Linked DNA regions of Arachis hypogaea: region 1 is linked to region 2. A link is a contact called in public Hi-C data. All regions are on one chromosome and are shown on one strand. Each heading gives the region's core, a stretch centred on a gene start, on an enhancer-like site or on the middle of the called end of the contact. The rest is flanking DNA. Distances are from core to core; before and after follow the strand shown. Region 1 holds the start of LOC112715303. Region 2 holds the start of LOC112717375.

Evidence for each region. A called contact is a pair of places that touch in the nucleus more often than the background predicts.
Region 1: a Hi-C map of leaf shows a contact between it and region 2, with 2.7 times the contacts expected there. The contact joins the promoter of LOC112715303 here to the promoter of LOC112717375 in region 2. A contact is called at or near these places in 2 of 8 Hi-C or Micro-C datasets (leaf and an unstated tissue).

What each region holds. Positions count from the first base shown.
Region 1 is chr10:17,962,375-17,969,182 of arahy.Tifrunner.gnm2.J5K5, forward strand. LOC112715303 reads left to right here and starts at 2,645. Exons shown (of 4, transcript XM_025767056.3): 1 at 2,645-3,173; 2 at 3,692-3,949; 3 at 4,048-4,136; 4 at 4,727-6,808. The coding sequence starts at 4,922. It also overlaps the pseudogene LOC112717383.
Region 2 is chr10:17,656,650-17,663,327 of arahy.Tifrunner.gnm2.J5K5, forward strand. It overlaps LOC112717375, which reads left to right and starts at 3,410. Exons shown (of 5, transcript XM_025769428.1): 1 at 3,410-4,424; 2 at 4,472-4,661; 3 at 4,804-4,871. The coding sequence starts at 3,410. LOC112715302 reads right to left here and starts at 410. Exons shown (of 3, transcript XM_025767054.2): 1 at 216-410; 2 at 23-135. The coding sequence starts at 321.

The DNA.
Region 1 (6,808 bases), core at 1,395-3,894, 300 kb after region 2:
TGCTGTGACAGTGCATGACCTAATGCATACAACATATTCTTTTAATTTTTCATTCGGCCGGGCAATCCAATACTTGGACCAAATCCGATTGGATAGTTAACTCGGATCCATTTTTAAATATCGGATCTGACTTCAGTCCAATAAAACCAAGCTAAATTTGGCTCAATATCATTGGGCTTGAGTCAGGCGGATCGAACCAAATTATCTACATTCAAGATTGCATGAGACTAAGACAGAGACCGAAAAATTGAGACTTGATTAACTTTTTGGATTATGCTTGGAATAAAGTATACAGAATTTTATTAAAATTTTAATTTTCATTCACAAAAATTTCAATTTCTTATATTTTCACTTTTTAAAAATATTGAATAGATTAAAATTTTAATTTGAGTCTCTAGCTATCAAATACAATATTAAATTCTAATTTTTTAATTCTAATTCTAGTTTTAAAATAAATACCACCTAATTGAATATATGCTTAGAGATACTTTGACAATTTTATAGCAAATAAGTATTTTTTTCGATCCCCAATTATCCTTTTAAAAATAACTAAAAACAATAATGAATGTAAATTATTTGAGTTGGATTAATTTTTACAAATAAAAATTATAAAAAATAAAATATTAAACGAACTATTTATTTACTGTATAGATTAGTCTATTTAACCCTTCTTTTTTAAACTAATTGCACTGAAGCTATTTAATATCTTGTTTTTATGAGCTTTATCTGTTTAAAGAATAAATAAATTGATCTGATGAGTTTTATCCATTTTAACAGTAGTTTGTAGCTTAAATTTTTATAATAATTTTTAAGATTTATGATTTTTACTATTTTAGTCACTCAAATTAAAATTTATTATATTGATCTTCGAGACCTAGTTTCAGGTATCATATTAGTTCTTAAACCTTTTTTGGTTTTGAATCAACAAACAGAATATTCAGTTAGCTCTGATTTATCACGTTAGACATATAATTGAATGATGTTGTTTCATTTTGGCACTTAAACAATGCAAAAACGAAATCATTTTGGAGAATAAAAAAAGATAACACGGTTTACACATCATAAAAATTCTTCTTCATCTTTTCTTTTTTGCTTTGTTTAAGCGCTAAAACGAAACGACGTCGTTTAGACTTGTGTTCAGCGAGACAAATCAGAACTAGTTCAATACTTTAATTTGTTCTCTAACTTAGTACTTTAATTTGATGAACTAAAATAATAAAAACTATAAATCTAAAAGACCACTTTAAGAATTTAGTCTTCGTTTGTAAAAAAATATTTTCTAAGGAAAATAAATATTTTTTTGGTAAATAAATATTAATAACATGAATTTTTTATTGTTTAAAATTATTTTTTTATATTTAAAAAAGTCAAAAACCCCCCTCTCTCTCTCTCTCTTCAAGTTTGTTGATATGTCACTTATGATTTATGAAGGTTACGGAGAAGGGGGAGAAAAAATAAAACCTCTTAGTACCCAAGAAATTTTCTCTTTATTTTATTATACGGAAAACAGTACAATAATATTACACATCATTGAGAGCAAGACTAATAAATTAGTAAACAAAATAGGACATATATAAAAGTTTAATGGGTTAAAACTTAATTAAGATTGTGAAAACAAACCGAACATTAGATTAATAGTAGTAAAACCACCATCAATAGCTAGATTATGACCACTGATGTACTTGGACTCATCACTATAGCCAAATAGAGTGCAGTTTGTGCTACATCTTCTTCTATCAAATGAACACCTTTAAGATTCGAATAAACATTTGAACACCCTTCATAATCAATTTTGAAGAACCCTCTGATTCCAACATTGTTAGCAACGGAGTAAGGTGACAAACAATTCACTATTATGCCAAAATTTCAAAGCTCAGCAGCTGCATTCTTTGTGAGTCCAATTAAGCCATGTTTGAAACTTGTATACGCATGAGTTGCAACCCCTCTAACTCTTGAACTTACACTCCTTATATTTACAATACTACCCTTTTTGGTTGGGATCATCACTATAGCTGCATGCTTGATTTCCAAGAAAAGCCCCGTAATGTTGACACTAAAAATGCGCTGGAAATCTGCCACATCATTGTCAAGAATGCTAGGGTTAGCATCATCTATTGCTGCTGCGTTGTTCACAATTATGTCTTGATTTTGATACTTTAATTATTGCTATGTTAACTGCATTTTCAACGTCATCTTCTTTTGCTACATCACAATGTACATAGGTTGTGAATATAACTCCTATGTCATCTTGGAAAGTGAATCCTTGTTGGTCTCGAATGTTGGCACTCACCGATGCCCCTAGCCCTACCAGTAATCAAAGCCACATTTTCTTCAAGTTTGCATAAATTGTAAACTGAATGGATTGCTGGTCATTTGAACTCGTGACTCTTATTTAAACGGATGACTAAGCTAACAAAGTTAGTTCATTTTACTCTTCTATTTTTTTAAGTAATTTTACATTTTCAGAAACCAATGCAACCAAAGATCTAGCCCAATCCAACTAACACACGTACTTAACCTTGACAAAAAGCAATAAGAATTATACTTTTCTCACACCACTCTTGTAAACTGATTATTATAGTTTTGATGCATCATGTGTGCATATATAGAGATTTGATTCAAGATACGAGGAAAACGAAATTTTAGGTTCTAGTGTTAAAGGTGGTTTAAGTGCACACCATGACACAATACTGGCTCATGAATTCTAACCGTGCTGGATTCCGGCTTCAAAGATTTGTAATTGATATATTTTTTTCTGTTAGATTAGATGTAATTTATATATTGTGTAGTACATTGTTGGACTCATCCATGGATTTTGGGCCGATTTGTTCATTTCCAAAAATGGCTTGACAAAAACGAAAAAGGCCCTTATTGAATAACCCAACCAAAGATCTAGCCCTAAACAATAAACATACCTACCGAGTTACTCTCAGCCCTCTCTGAGTCTCAATCCCTCCTTCGTGCCCCCTGCTCAGCCACCATCAGTCCATCACCAGCCTCAATCGATCTTCTTCTCCGTGCGGGCGCTGCACTGGTCGACTTCTTCTTCTCGCGCTGCTCTCCTCTCCTCTCCGTGCTGCTCGCGACTCAGTCCGAAGCTCAGTCACCCCGCCGCCAGCCCCTCCGCCACCTCAGCTCAGCTGCCCCTTCCCCTGTTCTCAAGCTCATCTCAGGTAAACTGTTATTTTCAGTTTTTTATTTTATTTTAATTTAGGTCTGATTATAATTAAGCTCAGTCACGCCACCATCACAGATAATTTTTTAAATTAAGGTCTGATTATAAAATTTAATTTGTTCTAATTTTTAAGCTAATGCTTGATTCGTTCTGATTCTTAATCTTTTCTAATTTTTAAAATTTGTCCTGATTATACGATAATGCTTCATTGTTCTGATCATATGGTTGATTTGTTCTGATTATATTGATCTAATTTATTAGCAATACCATGATTGATTTCTCTGTTGCTGAATTATATGGTTGATTTGTTCTGGTTATAAGTTGATGTTTTGTGTTTAGGATGTATAAGACTTTAGACCATGTTATAATATTTTGTGTTATTTGTATGTTACTTAAATATTTGTGTTATTAGCATTGCCTGGTGATTATGCTTTAGTTCTAGAATTTGATTGCTGCTTGCTATATGTTTTCTAAGTCAATTTTATCTCTTTTCAACCTTAACAATCCTCCTTTCAGTTTCAGTCTCATTCCCCTCACGCCTCCCCTCAACACTCATCCTCGACGGCCGCTTCCAGCTGCTCACCATCCTCGCCAGCTAGTTTCTCGTCCCCTCGACTCTTACCGTCCTCTGTGCCGGAATTACGATTGGACTGCTCCCTCTGGCATTAGGGGAAAATTTTTCAGTATCAGTTCCATTTCGCATTGAGAAGAAGAAATCTCACCTGCAATCTCTGCAGTTGCTGCTAGTTTCCTTCGGTGACTTCAACTGTTCAAGTAATTTAATTTCCTGTTCTTGTTGCTTTTTTCTCATCTCTATGTCAAATCTGATTTGTTATTTGTTCTTGATGCTGCTGTTAATTTTCTGCCTCCAGAGATATTCTTCTTCTTCTTCAGGGATTTTGGACTATTTCTGCTTCCCTTCTGTCTGTGCCCCTTCAACCTGGCTCAATATTCTGTTAAGGTAAAGTTTTCTACCTTTTTATTTGAAGTTTAAATTGAGAGGAGGCTAGAAGAGAAGAATGAAGGGAAGTGATGGACCAAAAGAAACTAGAACCTTGTTAACCTTAGTATCCATATAATTTTGGTTTTTGTGTCAGTTTGAAATGTTTTGTTAAAGACTGGTTTATATATGTGATTGAACGTGATAGTTCTACTTAGCTCTGCATATAACTATAGCTTCTGCATATATTGAGAGAGAGAGAGAGGATAAAGGAGAAGAATGAAGGAAAGATAGGGAGCAAAAAGTGACAAGAACCTTGCTCTCCTCGAATGAAGCTACAACTTTGCCCGTTTGCCTCCTTTGAATAGCCTGAATTATGCCATCTTCCTATCCTGGAAAAAAAAAAAAAAAACTAGCCGAGCTAAACATATGAAATTAGACAAATTGCAAGAGAATAATGAGAGTTTCAACTCTCAACTCTACTTATATAAAGTAAATTTCTCTGCGAATTTTAACGTTATTCACTAATATTTTAAATATTTCAAACTTCTCTTGACTGTAACTCAGCTAATTTCTTATTAATGTGCAGCTTCACTTTTTCAAATTTGCAGCAGTGGAAAAAGTGTGAAAGTCCGATGTAATCACTGACTGCCTGCATGTGCTGCACCCTTTTTGTCTCAGCTTGACACCTCACCTTCATCTCCTTCTTGCTACATAACTTTATATTTTAGTAGATAGCAACTGCAGGCTGTCCATCAGTAACCAAATTGATCCAAAGCAGCTATGTTAGCATCTTTCCCCAATCAATGTTTTCTTCCCTCTCTAAAACCATTCTCCATAGACATTGTCTTCTTCTGTTTCCACTTCCTCGCCACAGATCCATTCACCACACTTCCCAACTTCAATGGAAGCTTCGAGAAGAATACAATCTCCCCTACCCAGAGCTCCTTGACCGCATTTCCCACCTCCTCCTCCTTGGCCGCCCCCACGCCCTCTCCCGCCTCTCATTCCAATTCTCTGACCACCTCACTGATGCCCTCCTCCGCCGCCTACGCCTCCACCCCTCTGCCTGCCTCGAATTCTTCCAAATCGCCGCCAACCAACAGACGTATGGCCCTCACTTCAAGTCCTACTGTCTCATTGCCCATATTCTTGCCCGAGCCAGAATGTACCCCGAAACGCGGTCATTTCTGCACAAGCTTGTATCTCTATATTGCAAGAACAATTACTGGACGTTCGCAGTTTGGGATGAGATAGTTGCCGTTTACCGGGAATTTAGGTTTTCGCCTGTGGTTTTTGACATGATTCTTAAGGTTTTTACGGAGAAAGGGATGACTAAGGCTGCACTCCATGTGTTTGATGAAATGGGAAGGTTGGGTAGGACCCCAAGTTTGAGGTCCTGCAATTTCTTGCTGGCCAAGTTGGTTAGTTCCAATGAAGGAAGCATTGCTTTGATGGTTTTCGAGCAGATTGAGAGGATGGGGATTGTGCCGGACGTGTACATGTGTAGTATTGTTGTGAATGCGCATTGTTGCGAGGGAAAGCTTGATCGGGCTGTAGAGTTTCTGGAGAAGATGGAAAGGATGGGATTTGAGACTAATGTTGTGACCTACAATGCTTTGGTTAATGGGTATGTTAATGTGGGGGATGTAGAAGGTGCTGAAAGGGTGATTGGTTTGATGTTGGAAAAAGGGATTTTGAGGAATGTGGTTTCTTGTACATTGTTGATGAAAGCTTATTGTAAGAAATTTAGGGTGGAAGAAGCAGAAAGGGTGCTTCGTGATGTGGAGGAGGATGAGATGCTGGTTGTGGACGAACGTGTTTACGGTGTTCTTGTGGATGGGTATTGTCAGGTGGGAAAAATGGATGATGCTGTTAGGATTCGAGATGAGATGTTGAGGGCTGGATTGAAAATGAATATTTTTGTCTGTAATTCTTTGATTAATGGGTATTGTAAGCACAGTCAGGTTTGCAAAGCTGAGGAAGTGTTTAGGAATATGTCATGTTGGAATTTGAGGCCAGATTCTTATAGCTATAATACATTGTTAGATGGATACTGCAGAGAAGGGGAAATAAGTAAAGCATTTATGCTCTGTGAAGAGATGTTGCGTGAAGGTATTAGTGCATCGGTTGTGACCTACAATACTGTTCTGAAGGGATTGGTTCGTGTGGGTTTATATGACGATGCTTTGTGCCTTTGGAATTCAATGATACAAAGAGGTGTGGCTCCCAATGAGGTCAGCTACTGTACACTTCTTGATTGCTTTTTCAAAATGAGAGACTTGGAGAGGTCTATGAGGCTGTGGAAAGAAATTTTAGGCAGGGGATTCACTAAAAGCACAGTTGCGTTCAATACGATGATTAATGGATTATGTAAGATGGGGGAAATGGTTGAAGCAGTGGCTATTTTCATTAGGATGGAGGAACTTGGATGTTTACCAGATGAAATAACATATAGGACCCTGAGTGATGGCTATTGTAAAAGTGGTAATATTCTTGAAGCATTTAGAATTAAAGCTGTAATGGAAAGACAAGCAATTTCTCCATCCATCGAAATGTACAATTCCCTTATTGATGGACTTTTTAAGTCTAAGAAGTCTAACGATGTCGCTAATCTCCTTGTTGAGATGCAAACAATTGGATTATCACCAAATGCTGTTACCTATGGAACCCTAATTTCTGGATGGTGTGAC
Region 2 (6,678 bases), core at 2,160-4,659:
CAGTTATGATATATCGAAAAACCTCAATCATCAGTTTCTGTGTCGAGAAATGATCGCTTTGCTCCGTTTGATGCTTTAACATCTTCTTAAACTTCTTTACATTCTTCGCATTCTTATAGAATTCTTTTTGCTTCTCTGAACAAACAAACAACACCTAAATCAGACTGCTTCATCCTCTGTTACAATATAAAATTCAAGATTGAGAAGTGGCATACTTATGAGAGCAGGGTTGTAGTGGCTTTTATCGGATTTCAGGTTGACGGAATAATTCTTCCTCTTCCTCTTCCTCATCCTCTCGTTGACTCCCTCGTTCTTCTTCATTGTGGTCTGTGGAATGGGAGAACAAACTGAAAAGCGGAAACCCTAATTTACAGAAGATCAATTTCTCTTGATCTATTGGATTGGGGTCCAATGCTAACATAAGACAAAAAGAAAAAGGCCAAGTATAATGCGGGTCGTGATACAACTGGGTCGGGTTTGACTCATTGGCCCAATACAGGTCCAAGATGGCAATGCCTTAAACTATTGTGATATGTGAACATTACAACGCCCAGTCCAAAAAAGTTTACCACACAAAAAATATTTTATCCTAATAGTCCTTCAAGAAAATATATGAAATGAAACACATGTAATGTAAAATAATGAGTAAATGGTTAAATTAATTTCTAAAAGATCATTCGTTTTTTAAATTGGATTTCGAAATTTTTTTTTATCAAATTCGTCTTTTAAGATTTTAAATTAATCATATTAGTTCTTTCGTCACTTTATTTGTTGATGGTATCAAAATTTGACACTTTAAGTGACACCCCAACACACATCTAAGAGTCTTAATTAACTATTAACATGATCAATTTATGAAATTAAATCAAATCAATCTCAAATTGAGAGATTTCAATACTTCAAGTTCTCCTTTTAATTAGATTTTAATTTAATTTAATTTCATAGATTTATTATGTTAATAATCAATTAAGACTCCTAAATGTGTGTAGGATGTCACTTAATATATCACATTAACAAATTTTGACACCATAAATAAACAAAGTGACAGAAAGACTAACATGACTAATTTAAAATCTTTAAAGGACGAATTTGATTAAAAAAAATTTTTGAAAACCAATTTAAAGAACGAGTAATCTTTTAAGGACTAATTTGACTATTTACTCGTAAAATAATTGTAGTGAATTTTATTTCCTTTACGATTGTTTACTACAAATTAGAGTATAAAATACAGAAAAAGGATTGATTGTCAGGTTTAAATTTTCATATGAATGCTTGTTGTAGTTTCTCGGCTTAACTAATAATGTTTGTTGTTTGGTTCTGTTTATCCAATCCAAGATGTTCCACCTCAGCTCTTTAGGTAACTCAAGCTTCTAAATCTCAAGTCTTATTTTAAAAATAAGGAAACTTAGGAATATGCCTTTGTATGAGATTAAAAACGGAGTCGAATTTTTTGTGAATGTATAAATTTATAAATAGAATTGATTCATTAAAGTTTTGAATTTCCCATACTTCTTATAGACAATTTAAATTTGTTGATTGCTTTTAATTGCTTAATCAATTAATTGATGGTTTCCACCACCCAAGCATGATTGATAAAAATGATTATCTTACTTTTAATAATAGATGAGATATGCATCTGTGACAATTTGTGGAAATTTATTTTTAGTGCAAGATGACATTACAATTAACAAAATGTTCAGTTAATATAATATTGACCGATCAATTAGAAAACATATAAACTATGTCGTTAATGATGGCACTATTGCGGAATGACACTTGTCCCCATTGATGAAAACAATTTTAGAAGTGACATGCCTTGGTGTTGGAACCATTACTAGAATATAGTAGTGGGTTACTATTTCCAAGGGGGTTTCTTCACATGACATTTAAATTCAATGTCCATAATTGGAAAGCTATGGGCATTTAATTTACCTGTCCTTTTGTTGCTTTGTTGGTGCGTTTTTTTTTTCGTGTCTGAATGTCTGGATTGGCATCAGAAAGAAATAATCTTTTAAATATTAACAAGATTTCCGAGAGCCTGATCATTGCAAAGGCTATTTTTTTTATATATGACACCAAATTTGGTTTATCGCTGGGTTATGGAATTTAGAGGAGTTTTATACTGATGTGACGGTGTTTAAGTGACGAAAAAAATTAGAGGGTCTGATTTATTGCAGTTGAAAGGGAACACAAATTAGGCCGTTCAATTTATGGTTGATGGATCGCTCTGCAAAGAAATTGAACCCACCGATTTCATACATTGATGTTCAAATTTTATTTGGTCCAAAGAAATCGGACCCAGTGATTTTTTTACTGCAGGAAAAAAACTTCACAGGCCACTCAAATCGGACCCAGCGATTTCTGGATTTTCTTTATTTTTTTTGAGCGGGCCGTTCACTAATCGAACAGTCTGATTTTATTGTTTAAAAAAATTCGAATCACCGTGAAAGCGGTCGAACAGTCCGATTTGAGTTATATATATATATACCCAACCCAAGCTGAGCATCCCACTTCATCTTCCTCCTCTCCCGATCTCCAAATTTTTTAAACTCACGTCTGTCTTTCTCTTCTTCTCCATTATCATGGATGATAGAGTGAGATTAAAAGTGTATTATCATGGCCAAATTTTATTACAAATATCTGAAGGAGTGAAATTTGTGTGTAAAAATCCATTAGATATTATAATTCCTTTCACACTTTCATACGAGGAATTAAAATGTGTGATTTGTGAGAAGATGGATTTTCTAATATCTAGGAAAGTATCGTGTATTCTGTACAGATATCCTATATCTGTCTTTGGTGGGTTCGTTCAATTTCAAAGGAAATTCGTGACCGTTGAAGTGAGCATGTAAGAAATATTTTCAGTGTATCTTGAAAGTCGATCCCGAATATCGTTCATCGAACTGTATATCGAGTTCGAACAATCTACAGCGGACCGAGATATTGAATTAGAAGATTACAACAGTGATAGTGAAGAAGAGTTTGAAAGTAACTACGAAGTCATTGATCCGGGTGTAGACGAAGATCAAGCTAACGATGCTATGGTGGCAGACGTGGTGGATGTGGCAAATGCACTAGCAAATCAGCAGCCATTTGTGGAGCCGACTTTCATGCAGTCGTTGGATTTGGAGGCCATGCATGCACCGGAGTTTCCTCAATATGTAAATGCAGGTAACTCATAATTTTAAATAATGAATTGTTAAATTATGATTTGTGCATATGTTGAGTTTGGTACAAATATTTAAGACAACGGTAAATAGGCATAAATATAGCATATAATTAGTAATAGTTTAGGGTTTAATTATCAATTAAACATGTATATTGAAAATTTAATATTTCACATTCTTATGTTATTATTAATTTATTAAATATCATTTGATAACGTAGTTGATAATTATATTAACTTTTGATGGATGGTGAATTTACTGTGGGAATGGAATTCAGTTCTAGGAAGGCAGTAATTAAAGCGATGAAAGATTATACCATCCCTAGAGGTGTAGATTATCGGGTGCATGAGTCAGAACTGACGACCTTCTATGCTAAATGCACCCAATATGGCGCAGGTTGTGATTGGTTGATCAGGGTGAGTAAAATGTCCAGGAAGTACTGTTGGGAGATAAGGAGGTACAATGGTAATCACACCTGTACTAGGGCCACCATTTCTCAATATCATTCGAAGTTGGATTCCAACACAATTGCAGAAGCAATAAAGCCATTGGTAAAAATTGACCCATCCATAAAGGTGAAATTAGTGATTACGAAAGTACAGTCGAAGTTTAACTACACCATAAGTTATCGCAAAGCATGGTTGGCAAAACAGAAGGCAGTGGAGTCAATTTTTGGAAGTTGGGAAGCTTCGTACGAAGCTTTGCCGATATTGTTTGAGGCCATGTGTCACAAGGAGACATCTGCAGTCGTTCATTTTGAAACAATGCATGCGCATCGGGGGAAAGACTTGGTTCCTAATATTCGTGTACTACACCGAGTCTTCTGGAGTTTTTACCCTTGTATTAGAGCATTTAGACATTGCAAGCCAATAGTGCAGGTAGACGAAACTCATTTGTATAGAAAATATAAGGGTTGTTTGTTGGTTGTAGTTTCACAGGATGGCAATAACAATATCATGCCTATTGCATTTGCGATAGTTGAGGGAGAGACATCTGATGCTTGGCATTTTTTTCTTAGTAACTTGCGACAACATGTTGTGACACGTGATGCTGTGGGCTTGATCTCCGATCGACACGATTCCATTAGGTCAGCTATTGCTCGTAGTAACGGAGCTTGGTCTCCTCCCAGAGCATTCCACATGTTTTGTATTAGACACATAGAGTCCAACTTCTTGAGGAAGTTCAAGGCTCCGTATCTACAGAAGCTTATCTTCAATATCGGAATGATAGTTACTATTGCAGTTATTCTTAAACCTAGTTATTATGACGAACGTTGTTTATAGTGGGTCTTTTTTTATTGATAGGATACTTGCGAACAGTTCGCGAGTACGAGACTCGTTATCAGCATTTACACGAGCGGGGTGAGGCTTATACCAACTGGTTGGATCGGATTCCACGTGAGCAGTATGCTTTAGCATTTGATGGGGGATATCGATGGGGTCATATGACCACCAATCTAGTGGAAACAATAAGTCCAAAAGGCGGTTCTTCTTGGTAAGGTGGTGGTGTGTATTGAGGTGGTTCTTGGGAGTAGTAATCTTGGAATTGTGGTTCCATGTATGGCTCATATGGTTCAAAAGTTGGTTAGTGTGACGAATATGGATTGGGATCGTATGGAAGTGTTTGGTGAAAATAGGCTTGTGAGCGTGGTTGAGGTTGCTGTTGAGGATATGTCTTATAGGCGTATGGTGGTGGCGCTTGAAGGTTACAAGGAGATTCACCATAGCCATTTGATTGGTGTGCATCATAGAATGGCTCTTCTTCATAGTGCATTGGTGGAGGTTGTTGCCAAGAAGATTGATCATATGCATATGGCTCCTCCCACCTTTGATTGTCCCATCCTTGATACACATCCTCATTGAAGTTCTCATCACCTACAACATAGTTGTAATTACACTCATAGCCAAAGTGAGAATTCATAATGGAAAGAGAAAATAAAATTCTACAACTAGCAAATAAAGCAAAAAGCAAGATATTCACACTATTCACATATGTACAATAACCAATAACATAACACCATTGCAACTCCCCGGCAACGGCGCCATTTTGATGATTAGATTTTTGATGGTATAGAATTTCACAAATGAATTATCGTTGCAAGTATAGTTTCCAAACCAATCAAAAATCCTTTTCATACAAAAGATTGTTTGTCACAAGTAACAAACCCCTAAAATTAATAAACCGAAGTATTCAAACCTCGGGTCGTTCTCCCTAGGAATTGTAATGAAGTGTCTTGTTATTGGTTGTGATGTGTTTTGGGGGTTTGGATAAGAAGCATGATAAGTAAATGGCAATGAAAATAAACTAACAACTATAAAAGGCTCTTAGCAAGGTATGAAAATTAGAAGTCCTATCCTAGTTATCCTTCTCAATTGTGATGAGGATTGTTCATTGCTACCATTTAGTTAACCCTTACTAAGTAAAGGAAAGTCAAGTAGATGAATTGACTTGAGCCACAAGTCCTAGCCAACTCCCAAGGAAAGACTAGCTTTAGTGCACTCCAAACCAATTAGCAATCTCTCCAATTACCAATCAACAAAGGAATTAGATAACTCAAGTGTCACTAATTACTCTACCTAAGCCAAGAGGGACAAAATCTATACTATATCTAGAAGAGGCATTTCAACAAACACATAAAAGGCAATAAAATTAAACAACATAAATTGCAAGAATTAAAGAAAGATCTAACAATAAAGGCAAGAGATCAACAATAGAAAAGCAAAGAAGAACAATTATTATGAATTACCTCTTATTGAATTGAAAGAAAATGGAAGGAACAATAGTAGATCTACAACAAAATATAAGAACAACATAAAGGAAATTACAATAAAAGAACGGAAGAAGAATGAATGTAACAACAAGGAATTAAGAAGATAGAAGTAGAAGAAGATGAATTAAAATCTAGATCTAAGAACTAAACCTAATCCCAATCCTAATCCTAGAGAGAAGTGAGAGCTTCTCTCTCTAGAAACTACTTCTAAAACTAATCCTAATTATACTATATGCTAGAATGATGATCATCCTTCCCCTCAATCCTTGATCCTTTTATTCCCTTCTATCAGCAATTGGCACCAAAATGGGTTCAGAAACCCTTCCAAATCGCCAGGCATGTGTTGCTTTAATGAAGTCATGTGCGGTCATCGACGCGTGCGCGCACGGTACGCGTGCCCGTCCCTGGCCGATTTTGCAATGTGCGCGCGGGCGCCTTGTGCACGTGCGCGTGCTTGGTCGAGATCAATTCTTTGGCTTTTATGCTTCTCTCCACTTGCTTCTTCCTTGCTCCTTTGATCCATGTCTAGCCTATTTCAACCTGAGATTACTAAGAAACACATCAAGGCATCTTATGGAATCAAAGAGGAATTAGAATTCATCAAAACAAGGCTTAAAAGGCATGTTTTCATACTTAAGCGCAAATACAGGAGAGATTACAAAACCATGCTGATTCATAGGTTAAATGCGAGAAAAGGTCATCAAAATACTCTAAATTCAATACAAGATAAACCCTAAAAAT